Regions from separate parts of the Mus musculus genome. Here regions 1 and 2 are each linked to region 3. A link is a contact called in public Hi-C and HiChIP or PLAC-seq data. All regions are on one chromosome and are shown on one strand. The core of a region is the stretch at or near the end of the contact, and the rest is flanking DNA. Distances in the headings are between cores, read along the strand shown. Region 1 overlaps Gm39940 (a long non-coding RNA gene). Region 2 has its middle 59 kb from the start of Gm39940. Region 3 holds the start of Bmp2 (bone morphogenetic protein 2).

The links. A called contact is a pair of places that touch in the nucleus more often than the background predicts. HiChIP or PLAC-seq counts read pairs in DNA pulled down with a chosen protein or histone mark.
Region 1: a contact with region 3 is called in a Hi-C map of nephron progenitors, with 3 times the contacts expected there. The contact joins the enhancer-like site here to the promoter of Bmp2 in region 3. A contact is called at or near these places in 12 of 39 promoter capture datasets (cranial neural crest, embryonic stem cells, frontonasal cranial neural crest and 7 more), 17 of 484 Hi-C or Micro-C datasets (the AML12 cell line, Sertoli cells, cerebellum and 7 more) and 9 of 115 datasets of contacts at active chromatin or transcription factors (bone marrow-derived macrophages, craniofacial prominence, embryonic forebrain and 5 more).
Region 2: an H3K4me3 HiChIP or PLAC-seq map of embryonic limb bud shows a contact between it and region 3, with 3 times the contacts expected there. The contact joins the enhancer-like site here to the promoter of Bmp2 in region 3. A contact is called at or near these places in 10 of 39 promoter capture datasets (cranial neural crest, embryonic stem cells, frontonasal cranial neural crest and 6 more), 12 of 484 Hi-C or Micro-C datasets (the AML12 cell line, cerebellum, cerebral cortex and 5 more), 5 of 115 datasets of contacts at active chromatin or transcription factors (craniofacial prominence, embryonic forebrain, embryonic limb bud and 2 more) and 2 of 9 other capture datasets (embryonic stem cells and embryonic tail).

Annotation. Positions count from the first base shown.
Region 1 is chr2:133,782,421-133,785,124 of GRCm38.p6, forward strand. The region is part of intron 1 of Gm39940 (a long non-coding RNA gene); the gene reads left to right. Among named protein-coding and RNA genes, the nearest start is that of Gm39940, 41 kb to the left of the region's middle. Within about 2 kb of position 1,396, at least 9 of the 459 cell types and tissues checked have an H3K27ac peak or open chromatin away from gene starts, as enhancers often do. A contact at or near this core is called in nephron progenitors, where this site is marked.
Region 2 is chr2:133,801,071-133,803,770 of GRCm38.p6, forward strand. No RefSeq gene overlaps it. Among named protein-coding and RNA genes, the nearest start is that of Gm39940, 59 kb to the left of the region's middle. Within about 2 kb of position 1,376, at least 3 of the 459 cell types and tissues checked have an H3K27ac peak or open chromatin away from gene starts, as enhancers often do. A contact at or near this core is called in embryonic limb bud, where this site is marked.
Region 3 is chr2:133,550,757-133,553,496 of GRCm38.p6, forward strand. It overlaps Bmp2 (bone morphogenetic protein 2), which reads left to right and starts at 1,403. Exons shown (of 3, transcript NM_007553.3): 1 at 1,403-2,595. RefSeq lists promoters at 1-2,368, 1,365-1,563, 2,053-2,368 and a cis regulatory region at 381-391.

The DNA.
Region 1 (2,704 bases), core at 146-2,645, 230 kb after region 3:
GGGGTCAAGGGCAATACAGACCAGCACTCTGGCCACAAAAAAACAGGATGCAAAGTTAAATGTATAAAGACAAAATGGAGCTCTGTGGAGTCACCAGTGTGTGTGTGTGTGTGTGTGTGTGTGTGTGTGTGTGTGTGAAAGAGAGAGAGAGAGAGAGAGAGAGAAAGAGAGAGGGAGAGAGAGAGAATGCATATGAGAAAAACAGAGACAGAGTAGACATACAGTGAGAGAGGAGAGGGTGCTAGCTGGCAGATGGCAGGTAGAGAAAGGAAAATGACATACAGAAACAATAGCACACCTGGGTTCACGTTGATTCTTCCAGGAATACTTGGCTTTAGACTCCAGTGTTGAGTGTGAATGGCTGAGAAAGAAGGATCCGGGGAGCAGGTGCTGAGGAAACCAAACATAAAGTTATTTAGTGTTGACACCTTCAGTTGTTTAGGTGACTTAAGCACACCTTTCAGTAAGGGCTCACAGTATACATCTGAAAAGAACATCAACACTCCAGCTCTAGTTTAGAGGCCAGAGACGTCTAATGATGGCTATAACTGCCACAGAGTCACCGTTAGGTGATAAGTGAAGCCAATCCCTCACCCTCACCTATGGTGTGCATGAGTAGATGTCTAAAAAACTACCCTATTTTTTCCTGAGCTGAAGGTACGCAGTTAATTGGCTTTTCTTACACTGTTTCTGCCTACCTCTTCATTCATTTACATAGAAAAATAATTTATCTAATTTTATTCCTGTGTCACTGTTCATGGTAAGTACATTCACATATTATCATCTTACAATATTAATGATTTAAACTGTTTTAGTAAAATACAGCAATCATATAAGTACATGATGTTTTTAATATCTGTAAATTGATTAATTTGTTAAGTGTTTTAAAACATGCTTAACTGGGACAGATTTTCAACACTATTTTCTATCATTTATAGAGAAAGTAGAAATTTATAGAGAAAAATAGAAATAGGTTATAAGCTTGGAAAGTAGGTTTCTTATGAGGAAAACAGTTTTTTGTTTTTTTGCTTTTTTTCAATCTTAATTAAACACAGAAATATAAACTTTTCCAAGATAAGACTTGTTAAATTTGGTGGCAATCAAGTCATTTCTGTTTTATCTTCTCTCTTGGCGTTAGATTTAAGGGTTTCTACAGCAGCCTCCGAAGTTCATCATGTGCCACTTCCTCTCATTTTCTTCCCATTATATCAGGTTTCTATTTTGTGATCTGTGTACCCATGGTTGTTTGAAAAGGGAGACCAGACTTCTAGCTCGTAAACATCACTTCCTCTGTCTCATGAATTTATTTAAATGGCTGATACTTGAGCCCAGGGGATTGTTTATCCTAACACCAAGGAGTCAAGAGTGCTCATTACCCCCACTCCAAGCTATCCATAGGTCAACAACAGGAGGCAAGACGCCTCATGCTCTATTGCTCCAAGCCTCTGTTCTCAGACCTTCACTTCCCAGGCTTTGTCCTTTGAGTAGTCAGTCAGTCATCCATTTTATAAAGTCGAGGGAAATGTATGTCCATAGTCCTGTCAAAAGTGCATTGACTTCTTGGCTCATCTGCTATTCGTGTTCTTCATATTTCTCCCTCATCACAGAACTCATAAAATGACACTGATTTTTTTTTTAACCAACTTGGAGAGTCTGTGTGCCTTCTTACAACAGAGCGAGAACCCACAGTTGTCTAAGAATTTAACAGGAAGACTTTTTGCCAAAGAACAGCTTGCATAGAATCATTTCACTAATGTGAAGAGAAAGTATTCTTAGAAACTCACTGTGCGCTCCTTGCAAGCAGATTTGCAATAGCTTCTGCAATAACTTATATCCTGATGACTTTCTCCATGAGTAGGTGATATTATGATATTATTAAGTTTAGAAAAATTACATGAAACTCTATTCAGCTTCGGAGACTGGTTAATATGACTTAATTCTGAAGTCATTTAACTTTAGCCTATTTTTTTTCCTTACTGGCCAACAGAATGCCCATGATAATTCTTTCTGATTTTAGAAATTTTGCCTTAAAATCTCATTTGCTCTGAGTCAGGGGCATTGAATTGCAGAGGTCTAGAGTTGACAAGGTTAATGGTGTCAGAGCAGATGCCTTATTACCGTGTATCAGCTGTATGCTTGCCCTCTGAGAGAAGCATGCTTACCATGTAGTTTCTCCTGACAGTTTCCCACAATGCAGATCATTTTGAAGGTTATTTCCACCAATACACATGTCATCTCCTATGCCTGGTTCCCACCATGAGAGACTGGCCAATAGACCTAATGGTGTGATCTTGGACTCTTAGGGTTTTTCCCAATTCCTGATTCCCTGATAGAGATATAATTCTCTAGCACAAAGCCTTATAAGAGCAGGAATGAATGCTTTTACATATTAAAGTTTAGGGGAGATAGGGTATCCAGATTTGCCTATTCTCTTGGTTATGATGGGCCAAATGGGATGCTAACTTCCAGTCTGTTTCTTCCACGGGTTAGGACCTCCTGGTCTATTCTCCTGGCTTTTTATGAATCAAAACAAATGATAAAAAAAATTTATTTCACTTATCTCCACAAAATGCTTCATTAGGGTGAATGTCAACTGAAGGTGAATGAGTCTCCATCATTGGCACACAAACCCCAGATCTGTCACAGGTGATTGACTCCATTTGACAAATAAAAGCTTGACAGTGTTAAGCCTTTCTAAACCCCT
Region 2 (2,700 bases), core at 126-2,625, 250 kb after region 3:
CAACCTGAGGAAATGTCACTCTGTGATGACAAGACCCCTTCCTCTCTTTGGCCCTGTTTGGAGTAGGATTCAGGAGGGCAATTAGAGAAAATGGGTTAAGATAACAGCAACTTATGAGATTAGTGCTTCTTCCCACATCTTTGCTTAAATCATTTCTAAAACCCTTAAATACTTCCCTTACTGTTAAGGTTCATGAACAACATGGTTGTAGAAGCCGAGATTGACTAGATTATGCAAACTGCAGTTCTGAAGAATCCTAGGCAGTATAGTGCAACTGTGACATTTTGAACCTGATACTTCTTAGGTTTCTATGGACTTATAACCATTTGGTGACCATGGTCATTTGGAGTTTGACCTTTTTGACAGTTTGAAGTGATATTAGAAAATATCATTCTTGTCAGCATGGGTGTGGAAGGTGACACCTCCTTGAGAACTGTGATCCTAAACGCCATTCTCAAACCCCTAACCAGTACCCCGGAGCTCTTGTCTCTAGCTGCATATGTATCAAAATATGGCCTAGTTGGCCATCACTGCAAAGAGAGGCCCATTGGACTTGCAAACTTTATATGCCCCAGTACAGGGGAACCCCAGGGCCAAAAAGGGGGAGTGGGTGGGTAGGGGATTGGGGGTTGATATGGGGGACTTTTGGGATAGCATTGAAAATGTAATCGAGGAAAATACCTAATTAAAAAAAAAAAAAGAAATAGAGGAAAAAAAAGTATCCATTTCCAGAACTTTTGATAAAGCATGGATTCCCAATCTATTTAGTATTTTGGTTATTGTTCATCTATAATGATGTGTGTGTGATTCTAAATTTTGAGTTATTTTGTTGACTTAACATGCATAAATTAATATGCATGATATGTGTATATTATTATTATGTATAATAGGTGTATATTGTTTATCTCAGTGGTCTTAAAAAAATTAAATGTATCTTATTTTATGAAGAAGGATGATCCCCAGCACACAACTTCATTACTAGTCCACAACCAAAGAACTTGTTTATTAAATATGAACTTACAAGCCAGCATACAAAACATAATCCAACTCGACTTGCTTCACCTTTTTTCTCTTTAACTATGGAAGCTGGCTACTTTTACTAGACTGGTGTGTTTGCTTTCTCACTCCAGTGCTTTGGAAGGTTTTAATATGAGCCCGGCTCACCTATGTCGTGCCAGGTACAGAAGAAGCAGGGTGCTGGTGTTTTTTAACTCAGGGCCAGTAGATTGTGTCTGAGAGTGAGCTAAGGTTGTCGGTTTGTAACCTGTTCCTAATTTGGGAACTTAAATTATACAGCTCTCAGAGTAGAGTAGGTAATGGAAAGACCAGTGCACTTAAAATATGAAGGAGGTTGGATGTGATTCTTTCCTGTCCTGCCCGGGGAAGGCCCTCTGAAGTCACGGGGAGGTCCCCAAGCCCATCTGGGAGAGCAGCGGCATCTAGACTTCCATGAAGACATCCTCTTGGATGGCTGTGAAGTGGGGCTAATGAACTCATCCCTAATAAGCAGGCAAGTCCTTTGAGTTCATTTTCCAGGGTAAGATTAGATCATGCTGGAAAACCTCACCAAATAACCTTATAAAAAGAGATGAACTCACTCCCAATTTTCATCAGGTTCTGAAGCAAAACCATAAATACCACTATCCCACCTCAGGCTACTGGAAACAAATTTGCATTTCATTCTCAGGCACAGAAATATCTCTAAGCAAATATTCCAGTCAGCGGGCAGCCTGTGCCTCTTATTTCTTTTTCTGAAAACCCACCTGGTTGGCTATTTTTTCCCCCCTGGGGACTTATTTGGCTCCATGCCACACAGGCCAGATGAAGCTTACAAGCCGTGTGGGGAATTAATGTTTCCTGTTGTGACAGAGGTCACAGTGGAGGCTGGTGAGGCTGCAGGTTATTCTTTGGTGATTCTCGGAGTCAGGCTTTCTTCTTTGAGGAATAACAGTAACTGTTTTCCAGCAAACAGAAGCTTCTTATGAATGAAGCCTTTCCTTAATTTATGAGGGAGGTGGTTTAAAAATACCAGGAGAGTGAGGGGGGGGGATAAAGATTACTAGCACCCAGCTGGAGAACCACAGGATTTTATGTATGGCTTTGTGTGCACATATGACATGTATGTGCATGTGAACCTGTATGAGGACTGGGGCCCACTCTTCAGCACATACGTAGCTGTCAGTTCTTACCTTCTGCTCTGTGTGAAATGGGTTCTCTTTTGTGGTTTTGGGTTTCTTTTGTTGTTTCCTCTCTTCTGCAAGTCTTGTTGGCCCACAAGCTTCTAGGGACTCGGCTGTCTCTGCTTCCCATCCCCTGTAGCAAATCACACGAGGATTCCAGATGATCACACTCCGGTATCTTGCTCTTATATGGGTTGTAGGGACTCAAGCTCAGAGCTTCATGTATGCATGGCAAACACTTAATGCAGGATAACTTTATTTTAAATTTAACCTATGTTCAGTAATGGGTGGCATATGATTTGGTAGATATTGATTATTTTTTCACTATGTCACCCAAATTGTAAGAAATATTTTTACAACACCAGAAAGTACCTCTGTGTCTTTACTCTCAAACCTCTATAAATCTCTCCAAATTTAAGCAGTGTTCTTAATTTTCATCATGATAAATTATTGTGGTTTGAATTTCATACAAGCTAAATCACTTACTATTTATGCCTTAGAATTTTATTTAGAATTCAGC
Region 3 (2,740 bases), core at 153-2,652:
AAATGGCTTCAGAGGCGATCAGCCCTTTTGACTTACACACTTACACGTCTGAGTGGAGTGTTTTATTGCCGCCTTGTTTGGTGTCTCATGATTCAGAGTGACAACTTCTGCAACACGTTTTAAAAAGGAATACAGTAGCTGATCGCAAATTGCTGGATCTATCCCTTCCTCTCCTTTAATTTCCCTTGTAGACAGCCTTCCTTCAAAAATACCTTATTTGACCTCTACAGCTCTAGAAACAGCCAGGGCCTAATTTCCCTCTGTGGGTTGCTAATCCGATTTAGGTGAACGAACCTAGAGTTATTTTAGCTCCCCGACTGAAAAGCTAGCACACGTGGGTAAAAAAATCATTAAAGCCCCTGCTTCTGGTCTTTCTCGGTCTTTGCTTTGCAAACTGGAAAGATCTGGTTCACAACGTAACGTTATTCACTCTGGTCTTCTACAGGAATGCTCAGCCCATAGTTTTGGGGGTCCTGTGGGTAGCCAGTGGTGGTACTATGAAGGCTCCTGAATGTAGGGAGAAATGGAAAGATTTCAAAAAAGAATCCTGGCTCAGCAGCTTTGGGGACATTTCCAGCTGAGGAAGAAAACTGGCTTGGCCACAGCCAGAGCCTTACTGCTGGAGACCCAGTGGAGAGAGAGGACCAGGCAGAAAATTCAAAGGTCTCAAACCGGAATTGTCTTGTTACCTGACTCTGGAGTAGGTGGGTGTGGAAGGGAAGATAAATATCACAAGTATCGAAGTGATCGCTTCTATAAAGAGAATTTCTATTAACTCTCATTGTCCCCTCACATGGACACACACACACACACACACACACACACACACACATCACTAGAAGGGATGTCCACTTTACAAGTGTGTATCTATGTTCAGAAACCTGTACCCGTATTTTTATAATTTACATAAATAAATACATATAAAATATATGCATCTTTTTATTAGATTCATTTATTTGAATATAAATGTATGAATATTTATAAAATGTAATAATGCACTCAGATGTGTATCGGCTATTTCTCGACATTTTCTTCTCACCATTCAAAACAGAAGCGTTTGCTCACATTTTTGCCAAAATGTCTAATAACTTGTAAGTTCTGTTCTTCTTTTTAATGTGCTCTTACCTAAAAACTTCAAACTCAAGTTGAATATTGGCCCAATGAGGGAACTCAGAGGCCAGTGGACTCTGGATTTGCCCTAGTCTCCCGCAGCTGTGGGCGCGGATCCAGGTCCCGGGGGTCGGCTTCACACTCATCCGGGACGCGACCCCTTAGCGGCCGCGCGCTCGCCCCGCCCCGCTCCACCGCGGCCGCCCCGTAGGGCGCGCCGTCCACACCCCTGCGCGCCGCTCCCGCCCGCCCGGGGATCCCCGGCGCGCTGCGCCTCCGAGGGGGAGGTGTTCGGCCACGGCCGGGAGGGAGCCGGCAGGCGGCGTCTCCTTTAAAAGCCGCGAGCGCCGCGCCACGGCGCCTCCGTCGTCGCCGCCGGAGTCCTCGCCCTGCCGCGCAGAGCCCTGCTCGCACTGCGCCCGCCGCCGCTGCGCTTCCCACAGCCCGCCCGGGATTGGCAGCCCCGGACGTAGCCTCCCCAGGCGACACCAGGCACCGGACGCCCTCCCGGCGAAAGACGCGAGGGTCACCCGCGGCTTCGAGGGACTGGCACGACACGGGTTGGAACTCCAGACTGTGCGCGCCTGGCGCTGTGGCCTCGGCTGTCCGGGAGAAGCTAGAGTCGCGGACCGACGCTAAGAACCGGGAGTCCGGAGCACAGTCTTACCCTCAATGCGGGGCCACTCTGACCCAGGAGTGAGCGCCCAAGGCGAGCGGGCGGAAGAGTGAGTGGACCCCAGGCTGCCACAAAAGACACTTGGCCCGAGGGCTCGGAGCGCGAGGTCACCCGGTTTGGCAACCCGAGACGCGCGGCTGGACTGTCTCGAGAATGAGCCCCAGGACGCCGGGGCGCCGCAGCCGTGCGGGCTCTGCTGGCGAGCGCTGATGGGGGTGCGCCAGAGTCAGGCTGAGGGATGCAGAGTGGCGGCCCGCCCGCCACCCAGATCTTCGCTGCGCCCTTGCCCGGACACGGCATCGCCCACGATGGCTGCCCCGAGCCATGGGTCGCGGCCCAGCTAACGCAGAACGTCCGTCCCTCGCCCGGCGAGTCCCGGAGCCAGCCCCGCGCCCCGCCAGCGCTGGTCCCTGAGGCCGACGACAGCAGCAGCCTTGCCTCAGCCTTCCCTTCCCGTCCCGGCCCCGCACTCCTCCCCCTGCTCGAGGCTGTGTGTCAGCACTTGGCTGGAGACTTCTTGAACTTGCCGGGAGAGTGACTTGGGCTCCCCACTTCGCGCCGGTGTCCTCGCCCGGCGGATCCAGTCTTGCCGCCTCCAGCCCGATCACCTCTCTTCCTCAGCCCGCTGGGCCCACCCCAAGACACAGTTCCCTACAGGGAGAACACCCGGAGAAGGAGGAGGAGGCGAAGAAAAGCAACAGAAGCCCAGTTGCTGCTCCAGGTCCCTCGGACAGAGCTTTTTCCATGTGGAGACTCTCTCAATGGACGTGCCCCCTAGTGCTTCTTAGACGGACTGCGGTCTCCTAAAGGTAGAGGACACGGGCCGGGGACCCGGGGTTGGCTGGCGGGTGACACCGCTTCCCGCCCAACGGCGCAGGGCGCCTGGGAGGACTGGTGGAGTGGAGTGGACGTAAACATACCCTCACCCGGTGCACGTGCAGCGGATCCCTAGAG